6 separate regions of the Mus musculus genome follow, and all the other regions are linked to region 2. The links are chromatin contacts, called in public Hi-C, HiChIP or PLAC-seq, Micro-C and promoter capture Hi-C maps. All regions are on one chromosome and are shown on one strand. Each heading gives the region's core, a stretch centred on a gene start, on an enhancer-like site or on the middle of the called end of the contact. The rest is flanking DNA. Distances are from core to core; before and after follow the strand shown. Region 1 holds the start of P3h4 (prolyl 3-hydroxylase family member 4 (non-enzymatic)). Region 2 holds the start of Rab5c (RAB5C, member RAS oncogene family). Region 3 holds the start of Tubg1 (tubulin, gamma 1). Region 4 overlaps Cntnap1 (contactin associated protein-like 1). Region 5 holds the start of Coasy (Coenzyme A synthase). Region 6 overlaps Atp6v0a1 (ATPase, H+ transporting, lysosomal V0 subunit A1).

Region 1 (3,980 bases), core at 441-2,940, 320 kb after region 2:
GTGCAAAGGGAGGCGGCACCAGGCAGACCATCCATCCACTCACTTCAGGGTTTACGTGTAGTAGGCACAGTCTCTTTGCCCTCTAAGATTGCGTGCCAGGGTACCATTTGTGTTTAAGTTATGGTAAGTATATGTGGCGCTTCACCTGAGCATCAAATATTCCAGGGGGCTAGGAGGGGGTCGTGGGCGGGGGCGGGAATATTTTAGGAATTGAAAATTTGGTATTGAAGATAGGAGGCATCCTTTGAGGTGCTCTCCCCAGGATGCTGTTTGTGGCAAAGGATTATGAAAGCACTACAGGAATGCAAACCTTAGAAGGGGCAACATTCTCTGGAAGCTCAGGAAAGTGGTGCTGAGTCCGGGAGTGCCCAAGCTCTTACCTGGAGTCAAACTTTTTCCCGTCTTCGAAAGTGCCATTGTAGTGGTAACGCACAAAATCCCCCATCTGCACTTCTCGGGGACAGGCCCGAGGGATGTGGTATCTCTCGATGACCACATCTTCCAAGGGGGCTCCGGCCGGGCTGGCACGGCCCAGTCCCCTCTCCAAGGTCTGTAGAAGCAACAGCAACGGCAGTATGCGGAGCCGATGGAGGGTGTGGCTGGAGGACCCCACAAGGAACATGGTGCCCAGACCAGGGACGCCGGCAGTGAGAGCGGACGCCAGCCGCTAGCCTCCTTCCCCCTCCTCTCAGAGCTGACTCCCCCCCTTCCTGTCCTCTCTCCCCACCCCGCCCTGGCGGGTCCACGTGGAATGGGGGCTGGGGAGAATGAGCTGGCCGGGCAGGGTGATGTTTTATGGTGAACTAGGAGGTGGGGGCCAGGTTGAGAGTCTCTGGAGTCCAAGGAATTTGCCACAAAGATCTCTGAGTCTCCCTCCCCCAAAACTCCATCCGGGACTGAGACCCGGGGCCTGGCCCAGAGGGAGGTTCGGGAAAGATGAGAAGTTGGAGTGGACTTCCAAAATGAAAAAGTTTTTTCCAGAGTCTCTGGGTCCTAAAGCCTGTTGGAGGAATCTCTAGCTTTCCCTGGCACCCCAAATCTAGGCCCCTTCTGGTGCAGGTGAGGCTGTAATCTGAGGGCTATTTCAGTTCTACACACACACACACACACACACACACACACACACACACCCGCCCCAACTCTCCTCCCGCGAAAGGTTAGAGGAAAGGGGGGTTAGGGAGAATGTTCTCTAGGTGAAAGGTTGTTTTGTCCTGCAAAAGCCTGGCTGCACTGAAGACACAGGAATCTTGCTCCGGCGGGAGGCTGATGGTGTCAGTGCTAGGTGTGCGGGGTAACAAGAGGTGTGTACGCCTCGACGTCAGCGCGGGTGTTTACCGGGCCACCTAGGGGGAGCAGAGGAGACTCGAGGAGAAAAAGACCAGATTATGTGACTTCGTCCACTTTGCCTACGCAAAGGACAGAGGTGGCACTTAAGGGGGGGGGGGGGGACGACACTGCTGTGGGGAGGGGCTTTCTGGGCGTGAAACGTAGCCCCACCCACCCGTGTCTGCCAGGGAGGGCCAGTGGTGGTGTAAGCATTGCTAGTGGTCGAGGGCCAGCCCACGTAGTGGACTCGAGCGTCAACTGACGGTCCTAGAGAGGCATTCCAGCCTCCCGGCTCTAGCCTAGGGCCCGGCGCTAAGACCCAGCAGGAGCTCCGGGGGTTGGGGGTGGGCTGGGCTGGAGCCCGAGCTGGCTGGAGCCCGACGGTCGCCGGCTGCTCCGTAAGCCTCCGGGCGCGGTGCGGGCATGGCTCGCGGGGCGTGGGGGCTGCTGTGGCTGCTGCTGGGCAGCGCCGGGGCCCAGTACGAGAAATACAGCTTCCGAGGATTCCCTCCGGAGGACCTGATGCCACTGGCCACGGCCTACGGCCACGCTCTGGAGCAATACGAAGGCGAAAGCTGGCGCGAGAGCGCGCGCTACCTGGAGGCGGCGCTGCGGCTGCACCGGCTGCTGCGCGACAGCGAGGCCTTCTGCCACGCCAACTGTAGTGGCCCCGCCACCTCTCAGCCTCGGCCCGCGTCCGGCCCGGACGGCGACCACGACGGCGATGGCGAGGACTGGGCTCGCGAGCTGCGGCTCTTCGGTCACGTCCTGGAGCGCGCCGCCTGCCTGCGGCGCTGCAAGAAGACGCTGCCCGCCTTTCAAGTCCCTTACCCACCGCGGCAGCTGCTGCGCGACTTCCAGAGCCGCCTGCCCTATCAGTACCTGCACTACGCGCACTTCAAGGTGGGCGCGGCCGGGGCCGCCGTCGAGTTTCCCTAGAACGTGAGGCCCGCGGTGCGTCCGAGGCCCCCACTGACCCACTCCCCACGCTCCTCACCAGGCGAACCGACTGGAGAAGGCGGTGGCTGCGGCCTACACCTTCCTCCAGAGGAACCCCAAGCACGAGCTGACCGCCAAGTATCTCAACTACTACAGGGGGATGCTGGATATTGGAGATGAGTCCCTCACCGACCTGGAGGCCCAGCCCTACGAGGTGTGGAGAGAGTGGGAGGGATGGCTAGCCTTGGTACACCTTCCTACAACCTCTTCACCCAACACACACACACACACACACACACACACACACACCTTATGAGCCTTCGGGGTCTTCTTGACTACCCCCGCCATGCACCTCTCCAGGCTGTGTTCCTCCGGGCTGTGAAACTTTACAACAGCGGGGACTTTCGCAGCAGCACAGAAGACATGGAGCGGGCCCTGGCTGAATATATGACGGTCTTTGCTCGGTGTCTAGCTGGCTGTGAGGGGGCCCACGAGCAGGTAGACTTCAAGGACTTCTACCCAGCGATAGCAGGTATATACCATTCAGACCACTGTGAGGTATCCCTCACCCACAGTGCCCTGGCTTCCCAGGCCTTCTAAGGCCTCTTAATGCGTGGCTATGTCCGGTGACCGCATTCAACAGGTCTAGCAAAGTGCTCCAAAGCTACACACGAGTCAGGCCTTTTCTGTCTCCAGTCTGATGAGAGAAATGCTGGTATACATAGCAAATTCTGGGTCAGCTATATAGAGAAATAGATTGCCTCAAAAAACAAAAGAACAGGGCACGGTGGCACAGGCCTTTAATCCCAGCACTCAGGAGGCAGAAGTAGACTGATCTCTGTGAGTCCAATGCCAGCCTGGTCTACAGAGTGAGTTCCTGGGCAACTGAAGCTTTATAGACCTTGTCTCGAACAACAACGGAGATGAGGAATTGACTCCAGGCAGGTGTGTGCAGAAAGCAGGGCTGGGTGGAGGAACCACAGCTAGTCTTTGGATCCGTGACCACAAGGCCCTTCAAGGGAGGTAGCGGTGAGGCAGAAAGAACTATTATCAGGACCCCTATTCTCCCAGAACACACACTCTCTCTCTCTCTCTGTCTCTCTCTCTCTCTCTCATGTCAGACAGGGATTCGGTTACGGGGCAGTAGGAAACAAGTGCTTCTTTGCCTGCACAATATACTGTGTGACAAGCATTTCATACATGTTAACCCAGGAACTCTGGACAAGGAAAGCAGGCTCCATAGCAGATCTTGGTCTCCACCAGGGATCAGGGTTAGCACACATCGCTTCCTAACGGCTGCATCCTTCCTAGATCTCTTCGCAGAATCCCTGCAGTGCAAGGTGGACTGTGAGACCAATCTCACCCCCAACGTAGGTGGCTTCTTTGTGGACAAGTTTGTGGCCACCATGTATCACTACCTGCAGTTTGCCTACTACAAACGTGAGCTTCCGGGATGGGCTGGGTAAAGGGGTGACACTAGTGGGTAGGAGAGGACAGTACACGGCGGGGGTGGGGGGATGGCTCCCAGAAGCATGAAAATGTGCCTCTCAGATGAAAGACTCCGGAGAAGGGGAGGAGAGGCTAAGGGTGGTGGCGACATGGGAAGGAACCCAGGCAGGTGAGAGGCCTCAAGAAAGAGTCAGAGGCCCCTCTCGGTAGACTAGGTCGGCGACACTGCTCAGCACTGCCCCACTAGCATCATGCCAAGGACATTC
Region 2 (4,011 bases), core at 143-2,642:
CCTAATTCATGCCGGGCGTGGTGGCGCATGCCTTTAGTCCCAGCGCTAGGGAGGCAGAGGCAGGAGGATTTCTGAGTTCGAGGACAGCCTGGTCTACAAAGTGAGTTCCAGGACAGCTAGGGCTACACAGAGACACCCTGTCTCGAAAAACAAAAAACAAAAAACAAACAAACAAAAAGTGGTCCTAATTCATACAGAAGGAATTAGAAGCAACAGAAACAGAACTGACCTGTGGTAGAAGGGTTAGTGGTTTTCATCTATAGTGACGGGTAGAGAGAACACAGGTAGTCTTTGAAGGAGCGCTAATTCTGACTGGGGGCAGAGTGAGGGAGATGAGGGGGTCTGGTATATTTGGGAACAGAGCCTAAGAAAGAAAGCTTAGTCTGTCGTGGTGGTTGCACATGTGTTTAATCCCAGCACTCCAGAAGTAGAGGCAGGAGGATCTCTGTGAATTCAAATACAACCCATCTACAAAGTAAGTTCCAGGCCAATCAGGACTACATAGTGAGAGCCCATGTGAAAGGAAGAGAGAGTGAGAGCAACCCTTGGCAGCAGCAGGTCTCCTTTTCAACCATTTAGTATCCTCTAGACAACTCCTTCTTTTAAAAAAAAAAAATTACATTTCTTCAAGTATTTAGCGGGAGGGAGGGTGGATGGGTGGTTGTCAAAAGACAACTAGTGGGAGTCTGTCTTACTCCATGTGAGTCCTGGGCACGGCACTCAGTCAGGCTTGGCTGCAAGCATCTTCACCTGTCGAGCCGTTTCGCTAGCCCCCAGAGAGCCCATTCTATAGAGCTCTCAGAGATTTCATCACCTTTTTTTTTTCTTTCTTTTTTCTTTTTCTTTTCTTTTCTTTTTTTTTTTTTTTTTTAAGCCAGGATCTTACTACATAACCCTAGCTGTTACTCACAGAGATCTGCAAGCCTCTGCCTTCGGATCGAGCCATTACACCTGACTCCATCGCCTTTCCTATAATAGAATGTCCTCAACAATCAGCCTCCTGGGCGGGCTTGGCTTCTCCAAGTTGCCGAGGGCACACGACCGGTCTGCGCGGCTACGTGAACATCATATTTTTCCTTTCTCAATTCTGCATGAACAGCCCTCTGTCTGCTCTCTTGGAAAGCTCAGCCACACGCCTTCCCTCGCGGCACTTGGAACTGGCAGTGACGCGATAAGCAGGCCTGGACCGGCTCCGCCCCACCGGCAGCCGGTTCCACCCAAAACCCAAGTGCCAGGCAGCCCCCGGCTCCTCCCTGTGCGGAGAACTACAAGTCCCGCCATCCCTCGCGCGCACTCTCCCTCCTTTCCCGCGTTGATTGTGGGTAGGATCGGAGTGTCTCCCATTGGTCTGTTCTTTCTGTCAGTCACCTGGGAATATAGAGAGGCGGGGCAGAGCTGAAGATCCGGATCCGGAGCGGCTGAAAGGCGGAAGTGGAGGCCGGAGCCTGGGACACCGCCGGGGGTGGGGGGGAGAGGAGCGGAGTCTGTGGAAGCCCCGGCCCAAAGTAACGCTGCTGCCCGGAGCCGCGGTGAGTGTGCCTGTCCCAGGGCCAGTGTCTCACTTGTGTGGTAGCCTCCCTGGGGTACCCTTTCCTCCTGCCCAACCTTAGCTTAGGGGGACACTGACCCCTCCCCCGACCCGTAGCCCCCTCTTAGGGGCTCACCAGGGCGTCAGGCCAAAGGGGGAGCTCCTCTTTCCTTCGCTAACCTGTCCTTCGGGAGCCTTTGGGAGTCTTTTGAGGCTCTCCTCTGGCCTGTCCAGTCCACTTGTGGGAGAGAGGGACTCTTAAGTTCCGCTCCCCACCCCCTCAGCTTTCAAAATCAAAGAGTCTTTACCAGGTGCGAAGGAACCTGTCCCCCTTCTCTTTTAGAGGTGACGGAGAGTGCTGTCTCTCCTGGTTTTCCTTTCCTGTGTTCTACGCCTCCCACTCCCCAATCCCAACCAAAAACCCAGTTGTCCCCCTGCAGCCCTGAAATTATCTTTATCTCGATTTCCTTTCGGAGATGCGGGGATGGGGGGGGGGGGATGTCGGAATGAGAGTGTTGTACACGCACAGAAGTGTTTTTGCGCGCTTACAGTTCCTTACTTCCTCTTGAGCTTACGAGGACCTCAGCAGAGTTTGAATTCTGGGTCACTTAGACGGAATGGCAGCCTTCTCCTTGGACTGCACGTTATGCCCCCAGCCCTGTCTTAAGTTCTCTCAGTGTGTGTTCGTCTTCCTGCCTCTAAAGAATTTAGCTGAGCTCTGCTCAATCCTAGGGACAGATCACAGATCAGGGAGGATCTGCCCATTCATTATCTTCTGTCTCCCCTCCTCCTTCCCCCCTGCTTCAGGCCCAGCCCTGTCCTTCCAGAGCATGTGAGTGGTTTCCTTAGAGAGACTGCTGCCTGCTTATCTATAGGGGTGGAGAATAGACCAAATAGGAGTAGTGTGAAATTGAGGCACCATCTCTTAACCACCCTGAATCACACACCACTATACACTTGAGCAACAGGTCCATTCCTCACCAGAGTCTCCACTCCCCTCTTGGCTTGGACTTTTTCACAGAGCAGTTAGTCCACATCACCGTGGCAGGTATAGTTTTCGTCCGTAAAGGAATTGCTTATGTGTGCTGGAAAGTGCCAGTTCCCCTACTGTATTGACACAGGATTCTTGTGTTTTCCTTGGGACTTAAGTGTGTGAAATGGCTGGTATCTCTGACCAAGCTGGAAGGTTCTCTTGTTATGCGGCCAAAGTACAGGTTAGAGACTGCCTTCCTGAGGAGTAGCCTGATTCTGAAGCCACAGCTGACCCTTGCTGTCTTGCAGTGGAGGAAGAGTGGGAAAGCCATTCAGTCCTTGGGCATCTCTGATCAACTTTTTTTTTTTTGGTTTTTTGAGATCTGATCAACTTAAGATGCTTTTCTTACTACACAAAGGCTAAACATTTTGCTTTGAGATCTTTCCAACCTACTTCTGGACAGTTTCCGGTGTTCAGTCAGTATAACAATCAATCAATCCTCTCTCTCTCTCTCTCTCTCTCTCTCTCTCTCTCTCTGTGGGCTCAGAGATTCAGCTAGCCTAGTTTCTCTGATCTGTTCAACATGTGCCTCTGAGGGAGAGGGCCAGTGACCCCTGCCTGTTTACAGGGATTGGTTTCTGCTAGACTTACCTTCCAAGGAGTGGATTGTGATTCCTGGGGTTCTAGCTGAAGCAAGGGAACCTTCTAATGGGCGTTTCTGGCATTTGTCCGGACATCTTTCCAGCTCTGACTCCAAAGCGCCCTTTTGCGGAGAAGCTGTCTGTGAGACAGGAGGCACTAGAGTTCTGCATGGTTCTGCAGCCACTTCTGGCTTTCAGAAATTGTAGCGGCCCAGCAGAAGTCCGTTGCTGATCTGCCGGGCTAGGGAGGGCACTCCAGAGAGGAAGTCCCTCCTCTCTAAGGCTGTTCTCCACCTCCCCTCTTGCTTCTCACACCTCGTTGGCCTTTCTGCCTGTTCACTCCTGGAGGAGGGCAAGAGCTCGTGAAGATAGAAAGCCCCCAGAGTGCTCTCAGTGCCTATTCCTCACAAGTGTCCTGGAGATGGTGGTATTTGTATGCCCACCTTGAGACGGTTCCCCCCAAGCATACAGTTAGAAGTGGTCAGACGCTGTGCTTGCAGCGTGGCTTCGGGTGTAGCTTTGTCTTTTCTAAAAGCAGGCTCCCCTGTCTGCGGGGCTTGCTGAGTAAAGGCGCCTGCAGGGAGAATGAACAGGGACAGGAGCACAGACTCTTAAGTCCGCCGTCTCTAGTATTGGCTTTTGCTTCCCTCTCTTTTCCCAACATTCTACCCTCTTTCTTTGCCGTGGACTCCATGACAGTTAAGAATCCCAAGCCTGTACTCTTCAGGGCCTAAGAGTTTGCTAATGTCTGTGTGCCATTAATTTCTCCAAAACTTGACTCATGATAGCTAGAAAATGAAAGTGAAAGTGAAAGGCAGAGAGGTCCCCCAGGCAGGGTTGAAAGGCCATGCCTTCTGATTTCCCTCTGA
Region 3 (4,173 bases), core at 912-3,411, 380 kb before region 2:
GCTCTGTATTTTATTTTCTATTTATTTATTTTGTTTTTTTCAAGACAGAGTTTCTCTGTATAGTGCTGGCTGTCTTGGAACTCACTCTGTAGACCAGGCTGGCCTCAAACTCAGAAATCTGCCTGCCTCTGCTTCTGCCTCCCAAATGCTGGGATTGAAGGCATGTACCATCACTGCCCAACTTATTTTATTTTTTTGAGACAGGGTTTCATGTATCCAAGGCTAGCATCAAATTCTCTGCTTAGCTGAGGATAACCTTGACATTCTGCGTCTCCTGTGTCTATTGCCAGTACGGACCACTCTGCCCAGTTTTATGCAGTGTTAAGGACTGAAGCCAGGGCTTCGAACATACTAGACCAGTATCCTCCCAACTGAACTACATGTCCAGCCATCTCTACCACTGTAGCTCATGCCCACCTAGTCATCTGACTTCAGGAAGATTTATCTGTTTCCTCACTAAAAGTAAAACACAGGTCCACACTTCGCCATTTAATATCCACAGGACCAGATATTTTTAGAAATCAAAATTCTTCAGGTTCTGAAAGGTAGTTTTGGGCATACAATCATAAATTGCATATTAGCTGGGCAATGGCGGAGCACACCTTTAACCTCGCCATTTAGGAGGCAGAGGCAGGTGGATCTCTGTTTGAGGCCAGCCTGGTCTACAAAGTGAGTTCCAGGACAGCCAAGGCTAAGTAGAGAAACTTTCTCAAAATAAATAAATATTCATATTTAACAAAAAGATCACGTCAAGGCTGTGGATGTGATGCATAGCTCAGCAATCTAAGTTTGTCTAGTATGTGATGTTTAGCACATTCCTAGAACCTGCCAAATAAACAGTACTGATACAGCCGTGGAGCTTGGAGGTGTGTTATCAGACATTTCTACAGTGAGAGGCCTGAGTGCTGACAATAAGGTAACGAGATACATCAACATAGCCTTCCTTCTCCATTGCGCATTGGTTTTGCTAAGTGAAGTTTGAAATATCTTTGATTTCAGAGTTTTGTTTTGAGTCTGAAGAAGTAGATAAAATATCATAAACCCATGGTACTTACTTCTAGGGTTAGTCAGAGGTTTACAAAGATAACACAGAAAGTATTTAAATGGCCTGCAACAAAGCACTAGCTAGACTGCGTCCTTAGCGTTCCAGTTAGCTCCTGGAGCCATGGCTATCTTACTCAGCACTCGAACATCTCTGACCTAGTTTCATCTGTAGAAAAACCACAGGGCCTGTGCCCACCCACAGAGTTGAGAGCCCTTCAGGGGAACAGCAAATGACCTGGGAGAATCCGCTGGCCCAGTTGTTGCCAGCTCCTCCGCCATGCTCCGACAGGTAGATGTTCTCTGGGTTGTAGAGCTTAGCATAGGAGGAGTTTAGGATGGAATGGATCACCCGGGGCTCCAGGTCCAGCAGCACAGCCCGGGGGATGTAGTGCTCATCATCTGCCTGTCAGAGGGAAGCCAGGATGGGTCAAGTCCTGAAGCCTCCCAACTCTGGCTCCTGCAGGCTCTCCCTCAAGATAGCCACTCTGTTCCCATCCATCCACTCAGAGTTTCCCAGCACCAGATCGCGCTGCCAGTCCCGCCAGGGTCCTGGTCAAGTCACTTGGGGGAGCACCTGGTAGAAAAAGACGTCCTTTCGGTCAGTGCCCTCCGTGGCGAACTCTTCTACGATGCCCTCGGGACTGATGCCATGCTCGGCACATAGCTGTTTCCAGAACTCGAACCCAACTAAGAGAGGGAGGCGGAAGGTGAAGAAAAAAGATACGTGAGTCTGGGTAGGTTCCAAATAGCCAGTGGGGGATTTGAACGCCTGGGTCTAGGGATCTAGATTAGCCTTGGGACTCCCTAGTGTCTAGGCCAATGACTGGACAGGGGAAGGTCCATTGGCTTTAGGCAGTTGGGCACAGGGTTGGGAATCGCCTTTGTGGGGGAGAACTAGGATTCTGCAGACAGACCGAAGCTATGACCTTATTGCGAGGGCCTCTTGCACCTAAGGAACCTGGGAGGCAGAGGGTCTGGGAGGTTCGCTCACTCTGATTGCCGCACTGGCCCAACTGTAGGGTGATGATTTCTCTCGGCATCGCTCCTCAGACATCGGCGTTGCAGTCTCTCCCGCCAGCAACACCGCCGACCGCTAGCGCGCTCGCCGGCAAGACGCAGGCGCCAGACAATGCGCTCCACCCCTAATCGTTCTCCGCTCCAATGGGAGCTGGGTTCTGCAGATGAAATTTCCTCCTTCATCGGGCTTCAGTCGTGCGAGTTGCGCGTGCGCGGCTCCGAATCGCGCTCAGCGCCGGGAACGCATTTCGACGCAGTGTTCTCTTCCGTCTGATGAATGCGCACCGGAGCGTCTGCGCATGCGCGCGTGGGCGTTCCGGCACTTGCCCCGCCCCGCCCCTTCTCCGCCCGGCCGCAGCCAAATCGTGCTTCTGCGCAGTCGGTGTTATTGTGACTCCCGGGCCGTGGCCCCGGATGTTGTGGCTGCTGAAGGGGAGATGGAGGAGGCTGAAGGGGTGGCCGCGGCCCCGGGTCCAGCTTCGGGGTTGGCTTTCAGGGGCCGCCGAGCTATGTCCGGCTCCTGGGAGCGCGACCAGCAGGTTGAGGCGGCGCAGCGGACCCTGGTGGAGGTGCTGGGCCCTTACGAGCCTCTGCTGAGCCGGGTGCAGGCAGCCCTGGTGTGGGAGCGGCCGGCCAGGAGCGCCCTGTGGTGCCTGGGGCTGAACGCGGCGTTCTGGTGAGACACCCGGACCCTCACTGACCCTACTAGGCGGGAATTCCTCAGGTTGTTCTGGGGGGGGGGGTGTCGATCTCTCACCTGCCCTGTCCTGCCTTCTTTCGTCGCCCTGGCTGCTTCTGATACTTGCCTGATAATGCTTCACTTTCCCCAGCATCCCGCCTGCCTCCAGGCTTTGGCACCCCGGGTGCTCGCAGGGCCTTCCTGGTCTTCTCCACTTGCCCCCACGACTCGCCAGAGAATCTGGTACCATCCCGTGTCGCTCGCAGTAAGCCGGGGTGCCTCTTGTTAGCGAGAGAAAGTGATTTCACTTCGAGACCATTTCCTCCGTTTCTCTTGCTTGCCCCAGGGTGGTGGTTCCGAGAGGTTTTAACTTAACGATGATGGGAGGAGAGGCAGAAGGGTATCCCTGGGTGTGAGGAGGAAAACAAGCTTGAGCCGGTTATCATGGATTATTAGCATGTTAGATACCGTCTCACCCAGTCAAGTTGGTGAAGTTTGTGTGGAGTTTCAGCTTGAAAGAAAAGTAGATGTATTAAGAAGGAAAAAATTAAAAAACAGTGGTGATCTTTCATCTGTTTCAGAGCCACTTAGGATTGCAACGCTTCCCCCCAAAAATTAGACCTTAGCTGTGGTTCAAGGAGTTTGAGGCTGTCTGAGAGCCGTTGAGTTCTCTTTCACTGGACAAGTGGCTTTATATTAAAGTGTGTGTTTCATTCTCTGGAAAAAATGAGAGCACCTAGGAGGAGTTTGGGCTTCATCGAGTCTACCAACCATGGTTTGGGTTTATTAATAACCATAGTACTGATCAAATTCCAAGGGAACTGACATATCACTGAGGCTTCTACAACCAGAAGAGATGAGACTCTTTGAATAAGCCTGTGTGTGTGTATGTGTATAGGGGTGTGGTCCTGAGATGGGGTGGTCGTGAGGAGTTGTGGGTACTTGTAGAGGCTAGAAGCATCAGATCCCCCTGGAGCTGGAGATAGGTGGGGGTTGCTGGGAACTGAACTTCTCTGGGAGAGCAGTATGTGCTCTTAGCCACCGAACCATCTCTCTAGCTCTGGAACACATTTCAAAGCTGCAACAGATTTGCTGGTCCTCAACAGTGTATTCTTTTTTGGCTCCAAATATCCTCTCCACAGAGCAGGCCTTGAACTTCTGACCTTCCTGCTCCCAGCTCCCGAGGATTGGGGCTATTGACACTGGCCACCATGCTGTACCATAGTGTTTACTTAGGCTAAGTCTGCGTTTAGAATCTTTCTCAGAACCCCTCTTGTGCTAAGTTGTGACTGATCCCTATCTCTGGCATTTCCGGGTAGTATGCCTGCTGTGTAGCCACAATGCAGGAGGTGGGGGAGAGATCCACCAAAGTGAGTGTGGCCTAAGACTTAAAAAACAATTGAGCTTGTCATTTATAGAGGGGACTCATACCT
Region 4 (4,229 bases), core at 9-2,508, 450 kb before region 2:
GTTTTTGGAGAACTGTGTAGCCCTGGCTGCCCTGGAAGTCAGCTCTGTAGACCAGGCTGGCCTTGAACTCAGAGATCTGCCTGCCTTTTGCCTACTGAATGCTGGGGTTAAAGTTGTGTGCCACCACTGCCTGGCTTATACGCATAGGTTTTGAGGACTAGAAATTTCCAAGCTCTCAGAATAGTTCCCTTAAGACTTCATTAGTTCCTTGGCCAGGATGTCAGCTACCACGCACAGACGGGGCTCTGCCACGCTGCTTTATTGAACCTGCTCAGTTGAGGGCACAGCAGGCTCTGCCCTGCACTAGAGTGGAGGCCCAGCACGTGGGTGAGTGGCTGGCAGGACTCATGAGACATCAAACACAGAAGGAGCTCGCTACAAACTGGGCATAGCACAGGACAGCCCACTGAGTTCTTTTATATATAAACAGATAATTAAAAAATTAGAGTAATATATAGTTCTCTGGAGAGAGACTCTGCAACAAGAAATATATATAAAGAATATGACCTCCTGGGTAAACGCAGCAGCATTTCTGAGCAGAGGGGGGAGGGCTCCTCATGCATTGGAGAGGGCCAGGCCTGCGCACAGGCACCAAGGCTATTGCATATTTTGAAAAGGGGTGGAAGAGTAGAGGGCTGGCTAGGCAGGGCATCTGCATTATCTTTTCTACTCAGGCAGGCTTTTTATGGCTTTGGCTGAAGCAAGTGAAGCAGTGGAGGTACTAAAGTGCTAAACTGAGGCAGGCCTCTTGTCTCTGTAAGAACAAAAAGGGTTGAGTGAGGTGGGGGTGGGGGTGGTGAAGTTCTTCCCTCAGCCCCAGCTGAGAGGAAGCAGATGGAAGACAGCCGGTCAGCAGGGCAGGAGGAGGAGGGGAGGCTCCAGGGTGTGTTTTAGCAGCCTCTCGATCCCCCACATCTGTCCCTGCTGATAGTGTACACAGGAAGGGAGGCAGTTCATCTCCCCTGCCCTTCGTTGTTAATCCTTGCCAGCAGCTGGGACAGAGATGGCAGGAAAGGCCTGTCTCAGCATCATGGGCTTTCTCCTGTAGGGCAGGCAAACAGTCTGGAGCTGGGGGCGGGTGGGGGGGGGGGTAGAGGGATGAGCAGGGCATTGGTTTAGGCAGTGAGGCTCGGCCACTCCCTTTGGTCCCATCTGTAGCTCTGCGCACCAAACTTGGCAAGAGGGGAATCCTCCTGGTGAACAGAGCCTGCTTAGAAGAGCCAAATGTCCCTGGCAAGGGAGGGGGAAGGCAGGAGCTGAGGGGACTTAGAGGAGTTGGCCTTGGTCCCTGAAGCCCTTGTGACTCATTCAGACCTGGACTCCTCCAAGATCTGGGGGAGGTTCTGGTCTCTGGGGCCTGGGCCAGAGGCTGGGGCTGGGGCTGGGGCTGGGGCTGGGGTTGGAAGCTGTGTGGGAGCTGGAGTAGGGGCAGGGGCCTGGGCAGGGCCTGAGGGAGGGAGGGGAGCTTTGCCGCCAGGATGGGAATCGTGGGTGGCCTTGGGCTCGTTGGTGTGGTAGGAGCCCTTGTATCGATGATTTTGCAGATAGAACAGCACCAGCATTCCCACAAGCCCCAGCAGCAGGAAGGCCACCAAAACTGAATGGAAGAAAAAGAACAGCTTAGGGAAGGCCTTCGGGGTACACACATACACGCTCGGCCAAAGCATCATGTTCACCCGGGTATAGCAAACATAACTGTGTCAGGCATGGCTCTGTCTAGAATGTCTGAGTTCTTGGCTTATCCACTGTCCACTTTACCCTTTCCCTATCTCTGATGGCTTCTCCAATTTCTTATTTCTCTAGATGTTACTACATTTCTATTTTTCCTCATCCTGTAACTGGGGCTGCATTTTAATATTTCATCTCAATTAAAAATTTATAGCTGCCTAGTCCTCCCCCAGCTAAATACTGATGTCAGCATAACCTGTCCCTGCCGCCTTCTTGCCATCTCACAGCTAATGCCTCCCCCCACCCCACTTCTGAGGACAGGAGCCAGGGAGGATGCTAGCGAGGTGGTCTTAGGAAGTCGGGTTCATGGTCGGTGCTACTTACAACCTAAGAGTATGGCAATCCATCCGTCGTCATGGTAGTATGGGAAATCTAAAGAGGAGGAAAGGCTGATTAAGAGCCGCTGCCTCTGTATTCAGAGCCATTTCCCATCACTGTTACCCCACCCCACCCCCATCTTCACTTGTGTCTAGGGATTCACCTGGAGGCAGGTACCAGGGATCAAGTTCTGGTGGCACCTCAGAGACAAGGCGTGGCATAGCTCCACAGTTAGATTCTGACAGTTCTCCTTGAACCCGCATGGCCTCCGCCAGCTCAGCAGTCATGGGCCGAGGGGTTCGGAAATGGGTCTTGAGAGGAGCCACATTGTTGAACCGGACACCAGACAGGCAGCCTGAGAAACCTGGGGTGTTGTACCGCTGAATCTCTGGGTCAATGACTCCTGTCTCTGAGGGAGAGGCGGCCAAGAAAGAGGTATCAGGGTTCACCCAGAGAAGCCTTGCCCCTCTTCCATTCCCCTCCCACTACCCTCGCTGCTCTTTCTGCTTCCCCACTCTCTGCTTGCTCCTCTCCCCAGATCCATCCTCACAAGCAGCTTACCCATCACACGCCCTAGATACAAGGCCTTGGGTGAGTCCAGCTGGCTGTCCACCAGGAGAGAGAACTTCTGTTCTGTCAGCGGGAAGTAGTCCACCTAGGGTAGAAGTGAGGGAGGGAGGGAGGAAAACCCTGGATGGACACAGCCAAGACCAAGGAAGGGATTCACTCTGCCCAAACTAGCCTTGCTCAAAAACGAACAAACCCCTGGGCCCAGAGCTAGGATTTGACACCTGACTCAATCTGGTTTTGACCCTTGGCTTTGCAGTTTGCTGGTAGGTTGACTTTCATTTCTGGTTTGATTTGGTGGGGGTGGGGGTGGGGTTGGGGGAGGGCAGGGTCTCTCTACATAGCCCTGGCTGTCGTGGAATTCAGTGTAGACCAGGCTGGCCTCAGAGTCAGAGGTCCATGTCTCCCTCTGCCTCCCAAGGCTTAGGATTAAAGGCTTGAGCTACTGTACCCAACTACACTTTATTTCTTATGGGGAGTGCCACAGTTTGTCTGGAGTTCAGGTAACAACGTGACTGTCATTTCTCCCCTTTTCCAATGTGATCGAGGGATAAAACTCTGTCATCAGGCTCTCCCCACTGAGTATCTCACCAGCACCCCCTTTTCATACAGGGTTTCATGTAGCTCAGGCTGGCCTCAGACTTGCCATGTAGTCAAGGATGATCTTAAACTTCTGTTCCTCCTGCCCCAGCCTCCCACATACTGAGATGACATGTCTGTGCAGTGCTGGGGATGGGACCCAGGGCTTCATGCCTAGTAGACAAGCCCTGTGTCGACTAAGCTACGTCAGCATCCCCTACGAGACTGACTGCGGAAGACACTTTACCTTCTGCTTACCAGCCTGTTTACTGGTTTGTAAAGTGAAGCTCAAAGTAATTTCTTGTTTGTTTGTTTGTTTGTTTTCGAGACAGGGTTTCTCTGTGTAGCCCTGGCTGTCCTAGAACTCACTCTGTAGACCAGGCTGGCCTCGAACTCAGAAATCCGCCTGCCTCTGCCTCCCGAGTGCTGGGATTAAAGGCATGCACCACCACTGCCCGGCCTCAGTGTAATTTCTAGCCACACCTACTTCACAGAGCTGATGTGAGGGTCATGAGAGGTGATACATGTGAAAATCCCTCGTATACTGAGCTGTGTTTCAGATATGTAATCATTAGACGTTTTCTTGGTGCCATAGCCAGGGTGGTGAGGCTATGACTTAACTGGCCCATCCCTTCCACCTGTACCTGGATAAAGAGGTTTCGGTAGACCCGGGTGATGTTGACACTATGGGGCTGACCATCAGTCACTGGCCGGGTGGTTAGCTGGTACACATAGGGACTGGTGCCCAACTGATACCGAAGCTGTAGGGTCCCTGTGGGGTGGGAGGAGGGACATGGGCTCTTGTCTCGGCTTCCACAGTCCCTCATCGTCTAAAGGACTGGATCTTTGCATTAGTCAATCTCTGTGGGAGCCTGGGCACCTGCAGGGAGAGAGCCGAGGAGCACTTACCGTCTTCCTTGATGAGCACAGCCATGTAGTCACGTACAAAGGAGCTGACATAGAGCAGGACGGCAGGAGCAGAGTTGGTGCTGAAGCTGAAGGAGACCTCCTCTCCAGTAACATTGTAGACAGGCCCC
Region 5 (4,468 bases), core at 461-2,960, 340 kb before region 2:
GGGAAGAGTGTCCCATAGCACTGAAATCCTCCCAAGCAGTGGCAGCAAGAAAGGGTGAGACAGGGACAGGTTTGGGGGTACAGAAGGGAAAACAAGCATCAGTCACTTTGAGAGCTGACGTGTACTCCAAGAACAAGTTAAGAAATGCCTACAGAGCAGCAGGACCAATAGGTATCAGTTGGTGGAGAACCCCCAAGAACTACTATATTCTTAGAGTCCCCTCACTGTTGATGGCAGTACTGGGTCACCCCCAATCATCTCCTATCCATTTATCTTCAGCGTTTCAAACCTCCGAGCCGATCACTTGGACAACCATGAAGTGCAGAGTCCTTGGTTCCCATTTGGGAAGTTCTGACTTCAGTTAAAAAGTGACTGAACCCCAGACTAAAGATACCACATGTATTCATTTAACAAACAAACGTCCCTTAGCAATAACAGAGTGTCAGACATTGTGGCATTTTGGAAGGTTGAGAAGTGGCCCTACCCTTCCTTGATCTTGGCATTGGGGAAGAACAAGAAAATGTGAAGGCTGCCTTCCATTGCCCTAGTCCAGGGTCCCTTCACTCACTCTTCAACAGATCTTTGTCAGCTACTCCCACCACAAGCTGCTCCTGGGCCAGTACACATGCAACACTGAGCAACACTTTGTGGGCATTGTGCAAGCGGTCAAAAGTGCCACCCACGGCCCCACGGTGGTAGCCACGCACAGGCTGCCTTGGAGATCTGGCAACCGGGGAAGCCGGCCTTATAGTAGAGGGTAAGAGGGCATTCGGGGGCTCCAAAGGCAGCTCTCCAGTTCCATAATCCGGATACAGCAACACAGAAGCCAGCTGTGGAGAACAGCTGTAACAACTGGTGGCATAACGCTCTAGCTGTTGTTTAACAGGGTTGTACTGGCTCCCGTCCAGGGTCTGGAAGTCCGTCAGAACCACTTCTGGAGGGTGGGCCAGATTCTGGACTGAGGACAGCACAGGGAGAAAGGTGCTCTTGGTTTGGATATTGGTCAGTAGAATTCTGACGTCCAGGTGCCTGTGCAGGTCGGCACCAGTGTAGAGGTGCGTGATGAAATCCAGAACCTCAAATGTGGCCTGCACAGGGCTGGCCTGAGGCTGAGCGGGTCCCCCCAGGTTCATGCCCGGCTGCAGGTGCACATAGAGGGTGTGATTCACCAGGCGGGACGCCGAGGTCAGGATGGGAGGCAGGCGTGCGGCCAGGGTGGCCAGCGGCGTTGTCAGCACCAGGAGGCCTGAGCGGAACACGGCCATGCTCTCCAGGCCTGCAGACAGTCAGGGAGACGAAGCGAGAATGACTAGGCAGGCTGAGGCCGAGGCCTGTAGGGGAACTCGGACTCAAGAGGGACCTGGAGCAGGGCAGGGGAGCGTTCGCTGATAGAAACCGGAATCCTGGCAGGGGGAACCCGCCAGGAACCCCTGAGTCATGGGACTGGGGCTTCAGGAATCCCAGCCCCTCTTGTTAGGCTGAACCGGCCATCTGCGAAGACTCGGAGGCGAGGGACTAGAGGGGACGCTGTGGCTCGGGCTGCTTCCCTACTCAGTGAGTTCTTGGGATTCTGCTTCTACTTACACCGCCGTGGAGGCGTCCTAGGCTGCAGCCCGGAAGCACTACCCACCAGCCTCAAAGCGTGGAGCTACGGGAACTCAGAGCAATCAAACAAAGCATCGCCGAGAGACTCCTGGGGCGGGGCGAGGCGGGGCGGGGCGGGGCGGGGCCGAGGGCAGAGGCTTCCGGGCTGAGCGAAACCCTGGCACCGAATCCACTTAGACGAAGCGAGCAGAGAGAGCTGCAAAGCCCTTTTCGCGGATTCCCAGTGTTGTTTGCTTCTTCCAGTTTGCCAGGAGGAGGTGGCAAAGCCAGGATCGGGAACAGTCGGATCGCTTTGCTGTGCTTGTTCTGAGCCAATGTTCCCAGCGATGCTACTAGATATCTCTACCCACATCCCCATTTCACACACAGGAAATTGGTTTTCTGAGTGTTTTGGGACACCTAGAGGCGAAGTCTGGTGCCTTCTATAGAATTCTTTGCGCGTCGTCTAACCCCGTGCTTAGGTTTGCAAGGATAGTTCATTAGCGCTTCGGGGATATCTGGCCCCGGGGTGGGGGAAAAGGAAGAAGACCTAGAGGTCCGGATTCGCGGAGAAGTTAGTGAGGACTGGAGAGTTAATAAATTTGGTAGTGGCGGACGTGAAGGGAAAGCCAGACGCCCATCAGAAAATATCTCAAATCCACGGAGATAGCGGAAAAAGGAAGCAAACTAGCCTCTAGATTCCTGTAAAGGGCCGAGCGCTGATGTGCGATCCCAGAACCATCGCTGCAAATTTGAGATCAGCCTGAATTATCTAGCAAGGCCCTGGACTGGGAAGGGCGGGAGTGCTGCAGCCAGACAGGAGGAGAGGAGACTCTTGTGCTGTGGTCCAGAAATCTGGCCTTGTAAAGTAACTAATTTGTTAAGGAATCAAGATTCTTGCAGGAGACAGTTCAAACTGGATTTTAGAGAGGCGTTTAAGGGAATCAAAACATGTGTTAGTCTTACATTTGGCACAGTTACATTTTGTATTTGTTTGTTTGTTTGTTTTGAAACAGAATCTTACCGTGTAGCCCACACAGTGTTGCTTTTAGTCAATGAGTGTCTATTTAGTGAACTGTTCTAGGTAAAAAGGAGAGAACAGAGAACAAAGTTCCCTGAAGTAGATGCGTGAAGGGGTTGGGATGGTGTCAATACATAATAAGTCCACAGTACATCTGGTGGTGATCAGACAGTAAAGAAGATTTATCAGATGGAAAGACCCAGGCTGGAGTGCAAGGGTTACTTTTTCAGGTTGGGTAGCTCAGGAAAACAGCAAAGACCTGACAAATCAATACAATCACAGACCAGGGAAAGTGAACCAGTTAAAAGACGGCAAGTGTAGGCACTGGTGACCCACACCTTTGATCTCAGCACTGGGGAGACAGAGGCAGGCAGAATCTGAGGCCAGCCTGGTCTACAGTTTCAGTTCTAGGACAGCCAGGGCTACAGAGAAACCTTGTCTCAAAAAAACAAACACAAAGAAACAACAACAAAAACAACTATCAATGAAGCTTTTAAGGAGGTCATGAGATCAGAAGGGTATACAGATGAAAAAGAGAAAGGATTCAGGTGCACATGGATAAAGCCCAGAGAACCCCATTCAGATATCCAGAACCCAGGTCTTCCCTTCGTGTCCTCTTGTAATGCCAGCACTAGGCAGACAGGGACCTAGGATCCTGGGGCCAAGGTGTTAGACTAGACAAGCTGGAATCATAGGCTCCAAGTCCAGTGAGACTCCGGGTCAACAAATAAGGAGCAACTCAAGATTCCTGACTTTAACTGTGGATCTCCACACATGCACACACACACACACACACACACACACCTGCCCATATACATGGGAACACATGATTATGTGTTAGTGGTGGGGACCACAAGCCTGGCCCTAGTTTCACAAGGAGAGGACAGAGAATTAGACATTTCAGTCATCCTTAGTAACATAGCAGTTTCAAGGCCAGCTATTCAACGCTATTCAACAAAAATCGGTGGTGGTTGTTAAAGCCTGTCCCAACTTGCTGGCTTATGGGTTAGAAGCTCTTACAGTTCAATCCAGAAGACCTGAGTTCAATCATTGAACCTTGTAGTGGGAGAGAGTACAAACTTGTCACCTGATCTCCGTACTCTGTGTGACTGCGACGATGGAATGTGTCCCCCTCCACATGATACATGATAATAATAATAAATAAATTTATTGGAAGGAAAAAAAAAACCCTTAGCCTAGCACCTTGGATATCAGCCCTCTTATCTTGACCCATGAAGATGCTGGCACTATTTCAAATGATTCTGAGAAGTGTGTGGTTGCACACATCTAAGGTCCCAGCACGCAGGAGGCAGAGGCAGGTGGGTCTTTATGAGTTACTGGCAACACAGGGCTACATAGTGAAACCCTGTCTTAAAACAAAACTCATTCTAAAATAAGAAAAAAGAGATGCTGGCTTAGATCTTTTGCTGGTAACATGAATTGTCCTGACCCGGTTTATCCGATGCAGACCACCCCAATTCAGATGCCACCCTAGGGATTGCACATTCAGGGAGGCAAATGAGGGCGCTGGAGGCCGTGTCCGAGACCCCCGGGACTTGGGCCCCAGCCTTGGCATTCTCCTGGGTCTGCAGATTAGAGAAGGCTTCTTGGTGCATGGCCGCGACATAGCTGCTGCCACTGGGATCCTCTGTGCGCATTCGGGCCAGGGGTAGGAAGCGGTTCGTGGAGAAGTAGCGCAGCGCGGGCTGCGGGGCTCGCATTGCAGTCAAGAAGAGCTGAAGCAGGAAGAGCAGCGCGTGTCTGTGGGGCACCCCTGGGGGTGTATTACCACGCCCCCACCCAGAAACGGTGCCCGAGACTCCGTTTGCACTCACCTCCGTCACCTCCTCTGGGTCCTGCGCC
Region 6 (4,103 bases), core at 68-2,567, 310 kb before region 2:
AACAGGAGCCCAAGAGTTCCAGCAACATCTACCAGAAATATACCAGGCCCGTGTAGGAACAAAGAGCTACCCAAGGTCTTGGAAGAACACAAAACAAAACATCACAACATCCTAACAGTCACTCATTTGTGGCTAAAGAATTCTGAGTTTTAAAAACGTAAAGTAAGGCAGATCCCTTTCCATCAGAGGGTTCTGGTACAGTGAAAGGGACTGAGGAAGCAGCCCCTGGACCACTTCCTGTGAGTTCTATCAACCCAAAGCTGGAGGACTGCCTGCCTGCAGCGTGACTGCTCCAGTAAGCTTGAACAATGTGGAGACAGGGCTGGGAACTTCCCTGTGGCTCCCTTCCTTAGCTTTAGCTTTTGGGGAACCTCTTTTACTACAACTCGCTGGCCAGTTCAGACCCCAAGGTTTATTTATTATTGGGGTAGACTCCCCTTGTAGCATCAGTCAGTCTTACAAGGCTCACAGAAAAGGCCACGGGAGGAGCTCTACGGAAGCTACCTTGTTTGAGACAGGGTTTCTCTGTGTAGCCCTGGCTGTCTTGAAACTCATTTTATAGACCAGGCTGGCCTCGAACTCAGAGATCTGCCTGCCTCTGCCTGGGACTAAAGGCATGCACTACACCCAGCAATGTTAGGTACCATAAAAAGATTGCCTCTAAGAAGACAACTCTATTAAGAAACACTGAGAGGCAGAAGATTGCTTCAGTTTAAAATAGGTCCCGAGACATGGCTCTCCTTCTAGGTATGCATATTGTTTACTTGTGTCTCAGTAGATGACAGATATGTGCTGAAGGCAAAGACTCCACCTGATAACAATGTCCTGGAGGAGGAGGGTAGGGGGCAGGGCACTGAGACTTCTTGGTTAGTATAAAAGTTCTCTCTCTCTCTCTCTCTCTCTCTCTCTCTCTCTCCCCCCCCCCCCTTCAGTTCATGGGATTAGGGGTCACTTTTGCCTTTTCCTTCCTCTCACCTGTTTTAATGCCCATGTTCAAAGTTTACTAGGTGATTCAGATCTGGGAAATCACTGAAGTAAGCACTTCCGGTCAGGCTCAAATGTCGCCTAACTACCTTCAGAAGGGGGGCTTTAAGCATTATAAAGGGCATGGGGCCGGAGCGGGGAGACTCCATTGTATCTTGGCCTGGGTCTTACAGGGCAGAGGAGGAAAGCGTCCGAATTCAAAATCCCCCAAACAGAGTCCATCTCCCTAAGACTTCCCTAGCCAGAAGAAGTGAGAACAGACAGGTCAGACCTCCTAACCCGACTCTGACGAGTACCCTGCACGGCTCAGGAAACAAGAGTTACAGGAAGGAAATGAGAGACACACCAGCAAAGACAAGAAAAGAAATGCTGAGCTGTGACAACGCCACTCAAGGAGACAACGGAGGAGACAAGAAGCAGAGCAGGAGCAGATACGTGGGGTCAAGGGTCAAGGGTCCTTCTTGGAGTGTGGTCACCTTGATGCTGTTGGGCTGCTCTCCAGCAAGAGATTCAGCTAGGGACACAGCTGAGCAGACGCCATGAGTGGGAGAGCTTCCAGATGAGGAGGGGTTACTGTGGAGCTCAGCATGGAGGATGGAGTCACACTCAAAAGGCATCGAGAACAATGCAAGAAAAAAGCAAGGACAAAGCAAGAAAAGATGATGGGGAAAGAAAATCAATGCTGGGCAGTGTGTTCCTCAACTTGAAAATAATTTCACACAGCGAGATTAAAATTTTGTCTGGCATAAGCATGCATTCCCCTTAAAGCGGTGTATGCTAACAGAACAATCCTGACCTGCGAGATTGAAAATCTCGGATGTGAGGCTGCATAGACACAGTGCACTCTAAGATTCTGGTAAAATGATGTCAAATGTCTGACATTCAAAGTGCTGTCACTGAATTGTAGGTACAGAAGAAGTGAGGGTCTAGACAGATGGCTCTGGCAGATGTGCAGCACGCAGGGTGGCTCAGGAAATCAGCTGAAGAAACAAGACCTTCTGTGTCCCAGTTAGGGAAAGAGATACAGACCTTCTCTAAAGACTGAACTCCCAAAACAAGGACAAGGATCCCTTAAAGAAGGGCTTACAAGCACAAAGAACAAAGACATCAATGAAAGAGTCCAAGCCCCTCTTGTCTCCATGCTGAAAACCCACCCCACACACGATCACAGGATACAGACACAAAAGTGGATGAGCCCAGAAGCTGCCGTCTTGGAGTAAGATGATGGGACTCGAAGAGGGCCACTTGGCTCCTGAAGATAGGATTGTACTTACACAACCAAACAGAAACTTAGCAGGCCAATGGTAAAAACGATACCTGATCTATTCCTAAGAGGCAGATGGCTCCTCTGTCATGGTCTCAGTGAGCACACATGCCACGCTCTCAACAGCATTAAAAAAGAATTCACCTGCACTGTCTGCCACCTCTTTAAACAAACATTTTGCTTTGTCGGAGTTAAGTGACTCACTGTTGCAGCCGGTGCTGCCTCTAGTCCCTGTTGGCTCGGGGTTGGTGTGACTGGGGCCTCCACGGGTTGCCCTTCCTGATAGTGAATGGGAGAGAAGAAGGGAGAAGAGAACGAGAGAGGGATGGGGAGAGGGAGGGGAGACGAATGGAGGGCACATGAAAGGATGAAGATGGTCAGAAAAGGGAGAAGGAGGGTCTTGTAACTCAGCTGCTCTCCAACGGAGGGATCATCTCACAGCCATGGGACTCATGCAATAAGATCTCTTGGGTTTTCCCGGGCAATGCAGTAAGCATTATGGGATAGCCAGAAATTACACGCAGTATCGAACATTTGGCAAGCTTAACTTTGTGTGTCTGTGTGTAGAGTCGGTATACACACATCTGTTAAGTAAACACCTGTGTGTATATATGCTGCTTCTTAGAAGAAGAAGAAACAAAAAAAAAAAAAATCAGTGTGCTTTAAGTCAGATCCTTTCCAGGTGTGTCAGTTGGTGAAAGCGTCATAGTTTCATTAAAAAAAATATGTCTTTGGGTCAGTCCTGTGGCTGCCCAGGCAAACCACACGAGTGAGCTCACTGTCTGCAGCTCTCCTAACCTTGATATTTGGCTGATGCCGCATCTAGACGTGTGGGCCCAGGGCTGGCCTCTGCTGCCGAGAGCGTGACAAAAATCACGACCAGGAAAGGTAAAAACATAGTGATTTATTCTCTCCGATCCAGGTGTCTCTGACGTTGGCAGGCCCGGGGTTCATGCTCATATGTAACCCAAATCCATAACGGAACACATGCACGTGTGCACAGTTAATTACATCCTCTAAGGCGCTGCCTGGATCTTAGGCGAGGAAAAAGTCTAAAGTCTAGTAACCTTCAGCCACAGACAGACACTCACCAAATGCTTCTTCCTCAGGTACTGATGGCGAAGGATCAGCGGCTTAAACAGAAGCATCCAAGGGACGCAGAGCATCGCCACCACGATGAGGAAACACTGAATTCCTTTCTGCAAAGTAAGAGACAACAAAGCCCACCAGTCAAACAGACTGTTTCCAACAGCAGCACACATTTTCCCCCCAAACAATAGATCCTTATTGGTCTACGACTATTTCTCTAAGTAATGAGCTGGCACCAGGACAAACCCAGTAAGTGTCCCATCAAATGGTAGTTCTAAATTATGCCCCCTTTACTCATCTAATTGTTCGAGACATGATCTTACTATGTAGCTCACCCTGGCTTGGAATTCACTAGGTAGCCCAGGCTTGAGTGCTCAGGTTACAGGCCTGAGGCACTTAGCCCTACAAATTCTATCCTTTATAGCATGGAATCATTACTGAACTCTCCAGAGCTAAGAGGTATAGGGGGAGTAGTTTAAATATATGGTACTATATAGTTCATACTATACGGTAGTACAAACTGAAAACCAGGTTTCTAGGCTTTTTTCAGGTCAGAGTTACATGGGGCTTTGGGACCTGGGTAGCCACCTACACCACCCGTCCTCAGGGCTGACATACCTGTCCAGAGTACAGCATTGCATTACCAGACTCTGGGTAGGAGAAGAGGAACATGTTTATGAAGTGGATCAGGAGGCTCGGGGCATTCCTAGACGAGTGGGCATCGTAGGCTGTCCACTTGTAAAAGATAAGGATGACCAGGTAGCCA

The links. A called contact is a pair of places that touch in the nucleus more often than the background predicts. HiChIP or PLAC-seq counts read pairs in DNA pulled down with a chosen protein or histone mark. Capture Hi-C pulls out chosen DNA fragments and counts their contacts.
Region 1: an H3K27ac HiChIP or PLAC-seq map of extraembryonic endoderm stem cells shows a contact between it and region 2. The contact joins the promoter of P3h4 here to the promoter of Rab5c in region 2. A contact is called at or near these places in 3 of 39 promoter capture datasets (the C10 cell line, cranial neural crest and neural stem cells), 3 of 115 datasets of contacts at active chromatin or transcription factors (embryonic stem cells, extraembryonic endoderm stem cells and trophoblast stem cells) and 3 of 9 other capture datasets (adipose tissue, liver and pancreatic islet).
Region 3: a contact with region 2 is called in a Micro-C map of embryonic stem cells, with 4 times the contacts expected there. The contact joins the promoter of Tubg1 here to the promoter of Rab5c in region 2. A contact is called at or near these places in 5 of 39 promoter capture datasets (cranial neural crest, embryonic stem cells, hematopoietic stem and progenitor cells and 2 more), 2 of 484 Hi-C or Micro-C datasets (both in embryonic stem cells), 4 of 115 datasets of contacts at active chromatin or transcription factors (the SCID.adh cell line, extraembryonic endoderm stem cells, fetal liver and 1 more) and 2 of 9 other capture datasets (adipose tissue and liver).
Region 4: a contact with region 2 is called in an H3K27ac HiChIP or PLAC-seq map of epiblast stem cells, with 2.7 times the contacts expected there. The contact joins the enhancer-like site here to the promoter of Rab5c in region 2. A contact is called at or near these places in 4 of 39 promoter capture datasets (the 3T3-L1 cell line, cranial neural crest, embryonic stem cells and 1 more) and 4 of 115 datasets of contacts at active chromatin or transcription factors (craniofacial prominence, embryonic stem cells, epiblast stem cells and 1 more).
Region 5: a promoter capture Hi-C map of liver shows a contact between it and region 2. The contact joins the promoter of Coasy here to the promoter of Rab5c in region 2. A contact is called at or near these places in 17 of 39 promoter capture datasets (the 3T3-L1 cell line, the C10 cell line, the HPC-7 cell line and 12 more), 5 of 484 Hi-C or Micro-C datasets (B cells, natural killer cells, olfactory sensory neurons and 2 more), 18 of 115 datasets of contacts at active chromatin or transcription factors (the HPC-7 cell line, the SCID.adh cell line, differentiating embryonic stem cells and 8 more) and 3 of 9 other capture datasets (adipose tissue, liver and pancreatic islet).
Region 6: a contact with region 2 is called in a Hi-C map of double positive thymocytes, with 2.3 times the contacts expected there. The contact joins the enhancer-like site here to the promoter of Rab5c in region 2. A contact is called at or near these places in 10 of 39 promoter capture datasets (the C10 cell line, the HPC-7 cell line, cranial neural crest and 5 more), 1 of 15 datasets of contacts at CTCF or cohesin (large pre-B cells), 3 of 484 Hi-C or Micro-C datasets (double positive thymocytes, muscle stem cells and nephron progenitors), 18 of 115 datasets of contacts at active chromatin or transcription factors (the SCID.adh cell line, T-cell acute lymphoblastic leukemia, embryonic forebrain and 9 more) and 2 of 9 other capture datasets (adipose tissue and embryonic stem cells).

The regions. Positions count from the first base shown.
Region 1 is chr11:100,412,426-100,416,405 of GRCm38.p6, reverse strand. P3h4 (prolyl 3-hydroxylase family member 4 (non-enzymatic)) reads left to right here and starts at 1,690. Exons shown (of 8, transcript NM_176830.3): 1 at 1,690-2,229; 2 at 2,327-2,479; 3 at 2,626-2,797; 4 at 3,577-3,705. The coding sequence starts at 1,750. Fkbp10 (FK506 binding protein 10) reads right to left here and starts at 712. Exons shown (of 10, transcript NM_010221.2): 1 at 381-712. The coding sequence starts at 622.
Region 2 is chr11:100,735,596-100,739,606 of GRCm38.p6, reverse strand. It overlaps Rab5c (RAB5C, member RAS oncogene family), which reads left to right and starts at 1,392. Exons shown (of 6, transcript NM_024456.5): 1 at 1,392-1,529.
Region 3 is chr11:101,118,105-101,122,277 of GRCm38.p6, reverse strand. It overlaps Tubg1 (tubulin, gamma 1), which reads right to left and starts at 2,161. Exons shown (of 11, transcript NM_134024.3): 1 at 2,036-2,161; 2 at 1,619-1,731; 3 at 1,280-1,447. The coding sequence starts at 2,084. It overlaps Retreg3 (reticulophagy regulator family member 3), which reads left to right and starts at 2,437. Exons shown (of 9, transcript NM_026501.3): 1 at 2,437-2,737. The coding sequence starts at 2,499.
Region 4 is chr11:101,186,735-101,190,963 of GRCm38.p6, reverse strand. It overlaps Cntnap1 (contactin associated protein-like 1), which reads right to left. Exons shown (of 24, transcript NM_016782.2): 19 at 4,102-4,229; 20 at 3,837-3,964; 21 at 2,608-2,701; 22 at 2,210-2,455; 23 at 2,053-2,100; 24 at 244-1,597. The coding sequence ends at 1,305. Among named protein-coding and RNA genes, the nearest start is that of Cntnap1, 13 kb to the right of the region's middle. Within about 2 kb of position 1,258, at least 160 of the 459 cell types and tissues checked have an H3K27ac peak or open chromatin away from gene starts, as enhancers often do. A contact at or near this core is called in epiblast stem cells and liver, where this site is marked.
Region 5 is chr11:101,079,807-101,084,274 of GRCm38.p6, reverse strand. Coasy (Coenzyme A synthase) reads right to left here and starts at 1,710. Exons shown (of 10, transcript NM_001305982.1): 1 at 1,585-1,710; 2 at 569-1,276. The coding sequence starts at 1,265. Hsd17b1 (hydroxysteroid (17-beta) dehydrogenase 1) reads right to left here. Exons shown (of 6, transcript NM_010475.2): 5 at 4,441-4,468; 6 at 3,748-4,341. The coding sequence ends at 4,021.
Region 6 is chr11:101,043,860-101,047,962 of GRCm38.p6, reverse strand. Atp6v0a1 (ATPase, H+ transporting, lysosomal V0 subunit A1) reads right to left here. Exons shown (of 22, transcript NM_016920.4): 16 at 3,956-4,103; 17 at 3,340-3,447. Among named protein-coding and RNA genes, the nearest start is that of Mir6928, 16 kb to the right of the region's middle. Within about 2 kb of position 1,317, at least 32 of the 459 cell types and tissues checked have an H3K27ac peak or open chromatin away from gene starts, as enhancers often do. A contact at or near this core is called in the HPC-7 cell line, double positive thymocytes, pro-B cells and 1 more, where this site is marked.